Regions from separate parts of the Mus musculus genome. Here regions 1, 3 and 4 are each linked to region 2. A link is a contact called in public Hi-C and HiChIP or PLAC-seq data. All regions are on one chromosome and are shown on one strand. The core of a region is the stretch at or near the end of the contact, and the rest is flanking DNA. Distances in the headings are between cores, read along the strand shown. Region 1 has its middle 210 kb from the start of Gm24295. Region 2 has its middle 57 kb from the start of Gm41009. Region 3 has its middle 300 kb from the start of Gm24295. Region 4 has its middle 310 kb from the start of Mir3961.

Region 1 (3,045 bases), core at 397-2,896, 310 kb before region 2:
TTGTGTATTTTCCACCCCTTATAAAACTGTCCTACAGTACAGATGGAAAACCTGCTCATAAATCTTAGCAATGCACTTGTTGTATACTGCATATTACTCCTGGCAAGTGGCCCCAGTTCCCCCTTCCCTGTTAGTGGTATAGGCTTACTACAAGTTCTGATAGCTTATAACTCTGATAAGTCTTATATATCAATTTCAATGCATTACAGTTGAAATAATGTTCTCCAGTCTCAATTTGTTTATTAATGTTCTTTTTCTTCTACTTTCAATACCAAAATTATACACATTTAAGTTACACTATGTATTTTGAAACAAATGTAGATTTTTATGCACCCTATATAATAGCCATTTGGGGATACAACACTTTAAACATTCTTCTGACACAGTTTACATGTTAATATGTTATTGCTAACTTTAGACATCATGTTGTACAGAGACCTTCAAAACTCTTCCATCCCATAACTGAAAGTTTGTACCTTTAGATGTTCTTTTTAAAATAGAATTTCTAAATTCTTCTCAAATTCCAAGAAAACAACTATAACAAATATAGAAATCCTTTAAGGTTTTGCTGTCCTTTAAAATACAAGTCAAGGATCAATTATCAAAACAAACTCATTCCATTAATCAGTTTACCAAGGTGCAAATTGTTTATCAGAACACAATGCCAGGGAGGCTGCTTTGTTTAATGACAATCCTAACAGCAAGAATCCCTGGGGCAGGAAGCAAGTAATCAAGACTCCATCTCTGACACTTTAAGATTCTGGCAACAGTCTATTCTGATGCATGGTTACAAGGAGACCTTGTGCAGAAAACAATACACTGAAATAGACTGGACTGGTTATGAAACAATAAACTTAATATAGCTCTGGACCTGAACACAAATTTGCAATTTTTGCCTTCTAGGATCAAGTTTAATGCTCTAGACTGTTTCAAACATATTTTTATTGCCTACTTTGTGCACCTGAATACTCACAACACACACACACACATTTTTAGATAAAATTTCAAAATACATGAGAGTGTCCATGGAGGTTCATGAAGCCATTAAACTCAAACTTGAACTACTAAGCACTTGATCTAGACATAATTCAGGTAGATGCTTGAATGTATTCATGTACTTACTCTGTGTTAGGAGAAATGTAAAATACAAAACAGAAAAAAGTTATAATAATGCCAGAAACATACTAGCAAGATATTACATCCATGTGGAATATTATGGGAAAGTCAGATGATTTCAGATGAAGAGTGGACTAAAGAACTGGCTGTGAACTGACGTTCCAGCAGAAACAGCAGCACGTACTCAGGAAGGACATAGAGAATGCCCAACATTGTGCTGAGGGACAGTGAGTCCACCATCTGGCCTTAAATCAGGAGCATTGAACTATGAGTTGTTCAATACAAATTGAGAAGACAGGTTCAGGCCCAATTATGGAGATAAATCCAGCCTTCCAAAACCAATTTGTTTTATTTTTTTTATTGCTGTCTCATGACTAAGAGAGTGCTCTCAGAGTTACATGATGATCAACATCTCCTCCAAGTTAGAGGTGGGGTCAGGAATGCTGGGAAGAGGTCAGGGTCACTCCAAGACTGACACAGGGAATGACAGAGAGTCCTGTTTCCCAGTCCAGCCATCTCCCAGCCAAGATACACTGCAGCCTCCCTCTTCTTTCCCAGGTTTCAAAGTCTTGCTGTGGAATGACTGGCTGGAAGCTGGAACTGCCCCATATTTTTTCCTCTCCCTGTGACAGAAAAGAAAAGAGATGAGGGCCAGTGAACTTTAAACTTCCTGATAACTATAATGTGGGAAAGTGCCATTTTTAGGTTTACATGAAGGAGCTACCTCTGAGAATGGCCTCTTGGCCTGCGAAAAACTAGAAACATCCCAGGAAGTCACTGCAATGTTGTAGTACTGTGAGAAATTGTATAAAAATAAACATTGGATTATTTCAGGCCTAGTCCCTTGAGAAAATGAGCCAGAATTACTCAGAACTACTAGCCTAATCTTGACAGAACAGAGGAAATTAACAACTGAAGCCAGATTTTTTCCCCTTCTAAAAAAACTGGAGGTGGAAACTATTTATGATATTTTGGAAAATACAAAAGTATCAGGTTAACTGTGTGATTCAAATGACCTTGAGCACAAGATGGCTGATGGTGCTGAGAAAAAGCAGAGGGGACCACCACCTGGGAAAGGTGTAAGCTGAACACCAGACTCAGGAGAGCCTGAACCACACAGTTCAAGGAGCATCAGCTCCGACCTCTGAAAACTTGAACCTCTGGAGCTTGATGGGTTTTCTTAAAGATTTGCTTAGATATTTGTTTTTCCTTGGGAGAAATAAAGATATGAAGGCAGAAAGGAAGCACACTCGGTCACTACGTCACTATGGGAACTCTCCTCAAACATGACCAAGAAAGGATTTCCTTCCTACTGACAAATAATTTCCCACTGAATCTCTGGTTTAAAGGAAATCTACTCACTGAAAAAGCCAAAATCAATCCAAGATTTAAGTCATGTTACCTAAACAATAGCTCAGAGTCCAGTGTTGAAATGATAAAAGGCAGTGTAATCTCTTTCTACAATTTAATAAATCAACACTGTATTGTTCTAATTTTGCTTTAGGGACTTAGTAGCTTCTCTATATAGGCAGACTCCTGGGCCCGTGATATCCTGGCTTTTATCTTTGTATGGGACAGAAATAATCTAGAGACACAACCTGGAGAAGAAAATGAAGACATAGTGCCCCAATTCTTTACAGCTAACTTGAACCTCAAAATCCCACATGGACTTTTATGAAGAAAGGCTTTCTACTGCTAAAAGTGGCTAAACAAACAATTTGAATCTATTACATCTACATAATCTACTAACTCAGAAAATAAAGAGAAATATGAATAAATTTTTGTGCTATAATTTGGGAAAGGATTCACTCTTCACATCTTCATTACCTATGATAGTTAAATCCTCAAGAGAGGCAATGCTAACATAGTGTTGCTCACAACTACTAGCCTAGCTGCAAGAGAGGGCATTTCTTTGAGAGGAATGTTAAG
Region 2 (3,168 bases), core at 496-2,995:
ATATAAAGTATTGCAAATGAATAAGGACTACGGGAGGGAGGTGTTCACCTGCCTGTCTCCGCCGTGCAAGATGAGAGCCTGTCTGTACTCACACATGCGCTGACTTAAAAAAAAAAAATCACATAAAAAACAACATCTTTGCTACAGAGACGTTTTTAACAAGTATTACAGAAAGAGCACCAGCTACCAAAAAGAGTTGCCAGGGCCAGAAGGAGCCATCAATCGAAACAGTTTACATTTCAAAGTTTTTCCAAGAAGAGTGAAAAACGTCTCCCTTCCTTGATGGGAAACAGGAGGAGCTGTAGTGAAGAATCTATTAGCTGCCTTCTTACTCCCCGCTTCGCTCTCCAGAGCAGCCCTTTAACCCTTAGCCTTGCCAACAGGTTAGAGGGAGGGAAGGCAACGCTTGCCTCCCCTGGGGTCCCTGCCCTCTGCCGCTTGCAATGCGGCAGATAAATTCCTCATCTTTGTGAGCGTTCATTGTTCAAGGAGGAGCCTTTTCATTCTGGGGACTCTGCACGATCTCGGGTCACCTTCAGTTCTCCATACCGTGCTCCTCGATGTCGCTTAAGGAGCGATCCTCCCAATCAGCCAGAGGATGCCTTTTCTACTGGAGATAATCCAAGAATTCTCTTATTTATCTCCACTTCATTTTTGACCTGGGAATGGATGGTAACAATGGTATATTTTAATCAAAACTCATATGTGTGCTTTAATTGTTATAATATAGTAAGAAAAGTTTGCATGTTTGTCTCTGTTGGAGTGGGGCGAACCACACATTCTACCATCGAAAAACAAATTTTAAAAGGTGCAAAATTAACACACATACTTTTGTTTGGGGCTTTCAAGTTTTTATTTGCTTTTTCATTTTATTTGTAATCATAAAATCTGATTCTTCTGAATACACTAGAGTAAACTGCCCATTTTTATTTTCAGTAACTAGAAGAGAGGCAAATATAAGTACTAAATCAAGGGGGGGGGAATTAATTTCACAATTAAGTCTTGGGGCTAAAGATAAAAACACTGAGAACCTTTTGTCACTAACTGATGTTCCATTCTGTAGTGCTTGTAATTTGTTCATTTTCCTTCCTACAACATGCCCAATATGCCAGCAATCCTACCATTAGACTCAAATGTGTCACTACATACACATGACCAACGGGAAATGGGTACAACCATAATGAAGATGCAGATAGCCAGAAGCAGTGCTAAGACCTTTGTCTTAGACTGAATGTAAATACAGTAGGAGCAGGAAAACGAAGGCGTAGGGAGCTTCTAATTTTTGTACATACAAACAAATGCTGTTCATCATATCTGCAAAAAGTAGACTTTCTTAGATTGACTTATTGACATAAATTACACAATATCTCTGGAAATCGTCAACAGTTTCTATATCAACATCCCTTGCAAATACCATTGGTTCTCAGTGAACTCCTTCTGACCTCCTGGTCCGAGGCTGTCACTGTGTGATGTACATAATTCTCTCAACACTGATCCATTACCTCTGCCCAGTGTTGGGGGTCAGGCCAATAGTGTAAAGTCAAAGATAATTAGCAGCCCTATCAATAACCAGTTACAGGATCTCCGCCCAAGTGACAGGACAGAAAAGCCAAGAGAGGACATCGCATTATAAAGTGAGAGAGATGTGCCGACATCTTCTCTGGTTCAAGCGGCTGCTATGGACTATCAGCATCACCAGGAGACCTCACTACATTAGCATAAATTCAAATGACAAATGCACAGTGCTATTCAGAGACTCATTAATTTGCAGTGGGTGCCGTGCTCATGACATATTAGTGCAAAATTCAAATGTCTTTGTAGCAATGCGAATTTAGTTGTGAGACCAAAGTCGCTAAAATGAAAATGTGTGGGTTTTTTTAGCAGTTTATTAAATTATGAACTGTGATGACTATATCCGTGCATCTTTTTAAGCAGATGAGGTCCAGCGTGCTCCAGCGGCAAACGCATGGTTTGTGTTGATATTTTCCCTTCAGACAGTTTCCTCGCAGCAGATCAGACTGTCTGCTCTGAGCTCTTGCTGCATACGGGCTGAGAGCGCCCCCTTCTGGACAAATGACAATGTCACTTGAAAAAGAAGACCAGACCATTTATTGTTTTCCTTTCTTATTTTTAACAGAATTTGATATAAAGAATTTCAGGGCCCACCTCAAACCCAAAGAAACCAGCTTGGAATCATTTGTTGTAATAAGAGAATACAACAACTTTCTATGAAACGCCCAAGCATCACCCACTGTCGAAAGTGATCTACAATTATTTTGTATGGCACTTTTTTCTCTAACATCTCACAAAATTGTCCTTAAAAATAATGTCCTGGTTTATATATGCTAAGAAAATAAGCAATGAAATATTGTTAATCATTGTATTCTTGCTCCACAATATCATGGAAAAATTACAATTACTAGGAGTTTGTTTTATCGCTTTAAAAAAAAAAGCAAGCATATCCACAGAGCCTTTTCAACAAAGCAACCACATATGTATTGTATGCATCTCAGTTAAGGAGACAATGAATAGACAGGGTAAAGGTTGACTCACATCTGGTCCAGATGTGGATAGTGAGTTTTCCTGTTTCACAGATGGTAACATCCGCCCAGTTACTTCATTACTCAAAATAGCCTTATCAATAGTGTGTTTCAAATACTAACATACCCCACAATATTAAAAACACTGCTCTAATCAGTAAAATAATGACATGAAGAGAGTTAATCTTCTCTGCAGGAATAACATAGCAAAAAATGTACAATATCAGCCTCTGTGTTTCTCGGGGTTCAGGGTTCTAATCTTGTTGCAGCAGAGTTACACCCCAGGTTTATGAAGTAAACACTCATCAACTCATGTTGATGTTTAATAGTAATAAATGTATATATATATATATATATATGTGTGTGTGTGTATGTATATATATATATATATATATATATATATATATATATCAGTCCTCAGTGGAAGGGCCAACTTGTCAAATAGTAACACACATCTGAATAAATTGGAAATCATATTAATATTTGGAAATAATTTTTAGAATAATAAAAATTTCAGAAATAAGAAATACACACCTTTCAGCCATTTGAAGTAACTAACCTCCACTGGTGTATTAGGAGTCTTCGCTATCAGACTCTTATGTTTATCATGCTTTAAGCTTTACATAAA
Region 3 (3,133 bases), core at 146-2,645, 410 kb before region 2:
AATAAAACAATATCCGTGAATTAAATTGCATACAGGGTGGCCTAATTAGCTTGTACCCAATTAGTGTACCATTGGGCTATCCAGCTTTTCTCTATTCTCTTTCATTTTCCTAACCATCACTGTACGTGTCCTATACTTTTTTGGAGCACCATAATCTATATGATTTTGAAGACTTAATATCCCTACTAAGATACACTACAGCATCATGTAAGACCTAACCTTAAGCAAGTTATACCTGGGAGAGCTGACTAATTAGGGTCTGAATGTTGGTGTTCCAATGCTTCCCGCTATTGATTGCTCAGTTCCTCTGCCATTTCAAGACGGTACTGCATCAACTCAATTCAGTCAGAACAGGAACATCACACAAAATGTATCTTCATGAATATTTTATTCAATTGATTTAAGCAAGATTTCAGAAAGACTCCAATGCCAGTCTTGGTTTCTGCATATAGAATAACTTTTGTAAAGACAATTATATACAATTTATTTCAATGAAGATATAAAGTCAATCCTTAAGGTACACAATACAATCTGTGAATTTCTTAAGACAAACTGCACATCCACATATTAACCTTCATCAAATGATGAAATATTGGCTGTCTGAGTGTGTCAGTGACTTTCAGTTTAGTTATGCTTTACCATACATCCCAAATGTTCTTATGGAAATGAATGACACTGGTTTGCCCATGAAACAACTGTCATAAACTAGAGTTCTAAATATTCAATACTACTTGTCAATGAATTATCTACTAAATATTTCTAAAACAATCTATTGAAAACAATGGAAATATAAAATTGTATATGTATCTATACACGCATCAAAGTAAAAAACAGGGTTAAGTACACTCCATGCTCTTAAATCCAAGCAAAGTCATTTGAGATTTAAAAAAAAAAAAAGGCTGGGAATCATAGTGTAAACTTTCTCATGGAAGTAGCTTTCCCTTACACTCTTGTCTAAGTGGTTTCCCAGGACAAACTCCTGCCTTATGTAGCTTTTGCAATTATTAACACCAATAATTTCTGTTCTTTGCACATTCCAAATTTGGGTCTATTTTATTTGTCCTTCCATGAATTGTAAAGATCAGATATCTCTATTTAAGAGCTCCAGGTTTGATATTCAGTCTCATTCATTATAAATCTTTCCCAAACAATTTAATTTCTGGATAATAAGCCTTAGGACATTGGATGCAGAGCTCTCTGGGCTGCTCTCTGTGATCTGGCTAAGGAATCTGTTTTTCCCTCTTGTAGTTCCTGTCCCAACTCAATCACAAAATCAAAGGAAAGTTGTCATAGAGCAAGAGGCTTTTTAAACCTCAGATTCTTCTCCTAGCTGAACTGTTCCATTTATACATCTTGGCAGTAGTCATTAGCAGTGAGAATCCTAAGGAGACAACAAAAGAAAATGTGCAAGTCTTTTTTCAAGAGCTTCTGAAGTGTTGAAAAGTGTTTCTATTTAAAAGCTCCTGACAATGATTGGCAGGATCTGAGGAAACCTCACAAGATGAGCCCCACCCTCTAAAAATTAGTGCCAGAATAGCAGTGAACACCTAATTCATTCTTACCACAATTGATGTATTACAAGCTAATTGCTATTTGGTGGCCCCTCTTAAAGGCCACAAGATGAAACTGAACACAGCACAGACCAGTGCCGAGCAACTGTAAGGGTTGCCAAGTCTCCACAATTCGGAGAAATGTAACATCACATATTCAACTGACAAGGGAAACTTGTATTGATTGATTGAGTGATTACTAACAGGCCCATTAGCCCAGTGTCTTCCTACAGTTCTTGACACTTAAAATACTTTTAAAAAAATCAGACAGACCTAATTTAAAATTTAGGGGACTTAACATAAAGGGAGAGCAGAGGTGTATATATCCATTCAATTTACTCAGACAGAAAATACAGAAGGAAATGGAAATTACAGTCAATTCAGAATTGACATAATGAAGCCAATTTACATTTGATGTAATAGATGTTTAGAATATAAATGATATACATAGCAAAATCATAACTACTGACAATGAGATTCAGTATTACCTCTGATATTTCTTTGTTTTATACTAACATCCAGTAAATTACAAATATAAATAAGAATTTAAAAATTAATCAGAAATTTTACCAGTCAAGTAATTGCACTTAGGCCCTATACAAATATGGTTAGGCTTTGCTGGGTAAGTAATCCATACCTGGAGGTCCCAAAGTAACTATCTGCAAAGTTAATTCTGAGTAGTGAAAGTTGGTGGTCATTATCATCATACCATGGAGAGGAAAGCAAAAATGGGACTCTGACATTTATCATCAAAAGCAGCACATGGATCTATGACTCAGTTGTTAATGCATTCTTATGTAGCAATCAAGAAGGATGCTGTTCTGAGTCATTCAGTTTGCCATCCAGGCAAATGTACATTTAATCCAAATAAAGAAAGAAATTATTTGGAAATAGAGAGTCCGAGGAGATGAAAGACTCACACGTGCTCAAACAGCTAGACTTCAAATGCTACATTATAAAATATATGCCTAATCAGACAAAGAGAAAAAGAGTCATCCCTTCACAGGGGAAAGTTATATTTAGGTACTAGGTTTCTGTTGAGATATACCACAAAGGTTCAAAAAAGCTTTGTAAAGAAATTGAGTGGTAGAATATAAATTGCACGTTGAATTTGGTTTTTCTATTCAAACAAGAATTCAACAAAGACTGATGCATGCTAAAACATTGCCATTGTGCAGAGATGGGGTCACAAGTTAAAAGAACCTGATAATTAAAACATGTTCAGGAACAGGCTGAGCAACTTGGACTCAGAGCACAGTAAGAATAATAAAACTGCATTGTACTGTAGTTATAGGACTCCTTTATTCATTCTCTCAGCAGATAGTTATTTTTCGATCTCATTTTCCCCTGTTAACCTAAGACACAGGCCAGAATCCTGTTCTCTGGAGCTCTCCATGTGTTCTCAGATGGGTGCCTTTATGTAATTCCAATTGGCATTTTAAATATGGCTTATTCTTTTGGAATCCAAGGGACCTTCCCCTCACTGAAACCCTTGGATTAAGAATAATCTTATTAGTGGGAGAAATCTAGGCATATTACTGGTTTGGATTGATAGTAATTAGATTTGTATTTCATCATATTTC
Region 4 (3,291 bases), core at 178-2,677, 450 kb before region 2:
TGCTTTCCCCTTAGGTCTCCTCAAGATAATGATTTTATAAGCATAAGAAGTAAGCATTTATAGGGACATAGATTTTAAGTAAATACTTAAGACTGAAGACATTTGGTTAGTCACATATTTCCTATGACTAATAATTTTAAATTCTCTACAGTTTGAATCATATAGCTTTAATTTTTTGGTCAGAGATCAATCCCACTGAATAATTGTAGCTAGAAAGACTGCTGGCATTTTTGGTGAAATTTGTATGGTTACATATTCAATTCCAGCCTGACACTATAACTTAACCAGATCCTCAATAGGAAGGCAGCATCTTTTAATATTTGTTTGATGGTGAGAACAAAGTAGTTATCTTGTAGGAGGCTCATGTGAACAGTACCTAATAATACACTCATAGTATTGACACAAAACCTGTCATAGAAAATGTTTATTCTTATTCATTGAACTGAGGGTTCTAAAGGTCTATTGAATTTACATATTTACCTTTAACAAGTACATTTCTCTGTTTTTAGATCTCAATCATGAAACTTCCTTTCCACCAAGAAATGCTTCTGCAATGCTGGATCTTTTCTAACTGTCCATCATCTAAGTCTGAGATATGAACTTTGTAGTGATACTTTTAGATCTCAGAAATCTGGAAGGTAAATAGAATGCTAAAGGAAGGCCAATAGCAAAGGAAGGCAAAGATGATGAGGACAACGTGCAATGACTTTATATATGAGGCAGAAACATGCACAACGCATGAAGAAAAGAAACTAAAAATATCTGTGTTGTTATAAAAGAAAGCAGAGCCAAAGCAATTTGTCTGTGCTTCTTTCCCATCTGTGTGGCTCCTTCACTTACACAGCCAACGTGGATGAATCTGATTTGCTTTCCTGCTATAAAAGTTGTGGCTTAGCTACGAGCTATTCTGCAATGACTAGATAAAGACATCTTTACGTAAATACTGTATATATCTCAATTTAACACATATGCTTTGTACGTGTGACTTTGTACACACACCCTGTCTTTCTATCTTCAGGTAATATGTGAGTTCCTGAAAAATACCTGAAGGAGAATGTTTTTTAGAGCTCAGGAAATTATGCTATGTTTTGTGTGTGTGTGTGTGTGTGTGTGTGTGTGTGTGTGTGCGCGCGCACGCGTGCCGTCAGAAAAGAAATATATGTACTATGGTCATTGTCATTAAATAAGAAAAAAGAAGTTAAAATGACTTGATTTTTTCCAGTGTTGCTAGGTGCAATCAGGAAGAGAGGTGGTTCCCCTCATGTTCAGATAGCCTTTCTCTCAGACTAGTGTTTCAACCAGATGACCACTCTTGCTGTAAACATTTGCCCTGGCTGGATTTTCCTATTCTGGATGATTGTCTGCCTGGCAACAAGAAGACAGAAGCACAAAGCCAAAATATCCTTATGTGGGCATAGCTGCCTCTCATGGCAGAGCCAATTTGGATCCTATCCATTGGCAGGGATGTCCCAGAAGCAGCCAATTTTAGTTCAGTCTCTTTTAAACTATGGATTGTAAACAAACAGTAGGATTTTCCACAGTGGAAGGGAGATTAGTGAGAAGAGATGGAGTAACTAAAGCTAGCCACTAGTTCACCAGAAGAATGGGGGATTGACAATCAGCTAGAAACTCCAGCTACTCTAGAATACGATAGTGCTTTAAGTTCACAAACTTATGTAGTCATTTCTTTCCTTTTCTTTCCTATTCTCTGAATTTTCATACACCCCCTTTTCTTGGCTGTTAATGTGAAGCAGAAGGTCAAAACTAGAGAACTTCAATGGTCTCATGCTGAGTTGTAAGTAAGTGATAGACTCACATTGACTGGTTTTCAGATAATTCATGTCTTCATGAATCTCACAAATAGTTTTTCTAGACTATCTTGAAGAAACATCGATGGTTAGATTCAATACAGTCTAAGGAAGTTTGAGTCACATTCTCTATATGGATCCTGCCTTCTGGAATCAAGCTCAACATGTCACATGTTGCAATGCAAGCAGTGTCAGAAGACCAAGAATTTGTCCATGTGGTCCAGGGAGGACAGAGAGGCCCTTTTCCTACCTGACTGTAGGATTAAAGCAATATCCTTGAATTCAGTGGCTCCTGGCTTCATCTTAGACAAACAAGAATAACAATAATGTTTACTTATGATATCTCTTATATAGTATAAGAACTACAAACTTCCAATACTCAATACAAAAGCAATTGCGAGTTATATCATTAATTCATTATTATGATATCAAAGTAAATATTACATTACTGATAACTGAGTCACAATAGCATTGTCAGCAAAACAATTTGGCTTAGTAATTGCATAGTGAACTAGGGTTTCTTTCTTTTTACATCTTCTTCAATAATTGTGAGATTTCTTGATCATATAGATATAATGACTAGGGTGACTAGGGTACAGCAGTTTCTCAAAGTAGTTTTAATTTAAATTACTCCATGACTAATGATATTGAGAATCTTTAAAAATGGTTACTAGCCCTTTGTGCTTCTTATTTTGAAAAATGTCTATTCAATTGATTTGTCCATTTGTTGACTGGCAGCTTTGTTTACATAATACCTAAATTCTGTAACTTACACTCAGATGTCAGAAGGAGGCCAATCTTTGTGAATTTAAGCCCAGGATCATCTACAACATAACTTCCAGGCCAGTCAGAGCTGTTTGAAACCATGTCTCAAAAAATAAAGGGGAAAAAAAAACTTTAATGTACCTTGTATTGTCAGTTACAAGTAAAATAACCACATTTGAGCTACTCCTAATTTTTTATATGATATGAGTTAACAAAAAGCCAACTACCCTGTCAGAATCAATTTTTATATACTTGAATTTTATTTATTGCAGAAGAATTTACATGTAGCTAGAAATGAAATTACACTTTCTATGTTGGACTTAGTTGTTTAGATTACAAAATAAAATAGCTTGTTGTAGATGACCCTCACCCAGTATCTCTGCCATTCTTCAAAGATCGTATACCACAAAAGCTGATGATCACTATAGCTAGTTAATGTCTAAAGGTTTGGATAATTTTGCACATACAACTCTGCTAGCCAAGTAGAAAGGCTTACCTGCTCTTTCCCAGGATGTTGGAAAAGCATTGAAGATATTGTATAAGACAAATAGACACGAGATAGGCATTACTGGTGCATTTATTAAGCCCAGGGATCTGATGCATGGACCCTACTTAAAACTCAGAATCATTATCCAGGCTTTGCTGAGAAAGGGGAGATAAGCCTGAATGCGGGCTCACACTTCACCAAGTCAGTGTGTGAACCAATGAAAAATAATAC

Evidence for each region. Hi-C and Micro-C count contacts between places; a contact is called where the count stands out from the background. HiChIP or PLAC-seq counts read pairs in DNA pulled down with a chosen protein or histone mark.
Region 1: an H3K27ac HiChIP or PLAC-seq map of heart atrium shows a contact between it and region 2, with 6 times the contacts expected there. The contact joins two enhancer-like sites. A contact is called at or near these places in 2 of 484 Hi-C or Micro-C datasets (both in uterus) and 1 of 115 datasets of contacts at active chromatin or transcription factors (heart atrium).
Region 3: a contact with region 2 is called in a Hi-C map of cortical neurons. The contact joins two enhancer-like sites. A contact is called at or near these places in 2 of 484 Hi-C or Micro-C datasets (the HL-1 cell line and cortical neurons) and 2 of 115 datasets of contacts at active chromatin or transcription factors (embryonic forebrain and forebrain).
Region 4: a contact with region 2 is called in a Hi-C map of cortical neurons, with 4 times the contacts expected there. The contact joins two enhancer-like sites. A contact is called at or near these places in 4 of 484 Hi-C or Micro-C datasets (cortical neurons, embryonic fibroblasts and embryonic stem cells) and 2 of 115 datasets of contacts at active chromatin or transcription factors (embryonic forebrain and neural tube).

Annotation. Positions count from the first base shown.
Region 1 is chr13:82,257,437-82,260,481 of GRCm38.p6, reverse strand. No RefSeq gene overlaps it. Among named protein-coding and RNA genes, the nearest start is that of Gm24295, 210 kb to the right of the region's middle. Within about 2 kb of position 1,646, at least 11 of the 459 cell types and tissues checked have an H3K27ac peak or open chromatin away from gene starts, as enhancers often do. A contact at or near this core is called in heart atrium, where this site is marked.
Region 2 is chr13:81,943,093-81,946,260 of GRCm38.p6, reverse strand. No RefSeq gene overlaps it. Among named protein-coding and RNA genes, the nearest start is that of Gm41009, 57 kb to the left of the region's middle. Within about 2 kb of position 1,745, at least 50 of the 459 cell types and tissues checked have an H3K27ac peak or open chromatin away from gene starts, as enhancers often do. A contact at or near this core is called in cortical neurons and heart atrium, where this site is marked.
Region 3 is chr13:82,353,788-82,356,920 of GRCm38.p6, reverse strand. No RefSeq gene overlaps it. Among named protein-coding and RNA genes, the nearest start is that of Gm24295, 300 kb to the right of the region's middle. Within about 2 kb of position 1,395, at least 6 of the 459 cell types and tissues checked have an H3K27ac peak or open chromatin away from gene starts, as enhancers often do. A contact at or near this core is called in cortical neurons, where this site is marked.
Region 4 is chr13:82,391,252-82,394,542 of GRCm38.p6, reverse strand. No RefSeq gene overlaps it. Among named protein-coding and RNA genes, the nearest start is that of Mir3961, 310 kb to the left of the region's middle. Within about 2 kb of position 1,427, at least 8 of the 459 cell types and tissues checked have an H3K27ac peak or open chromatin away from gene starts, as enhancers often do. A contact at or near this core is called in cortical neurons, where this site is marked.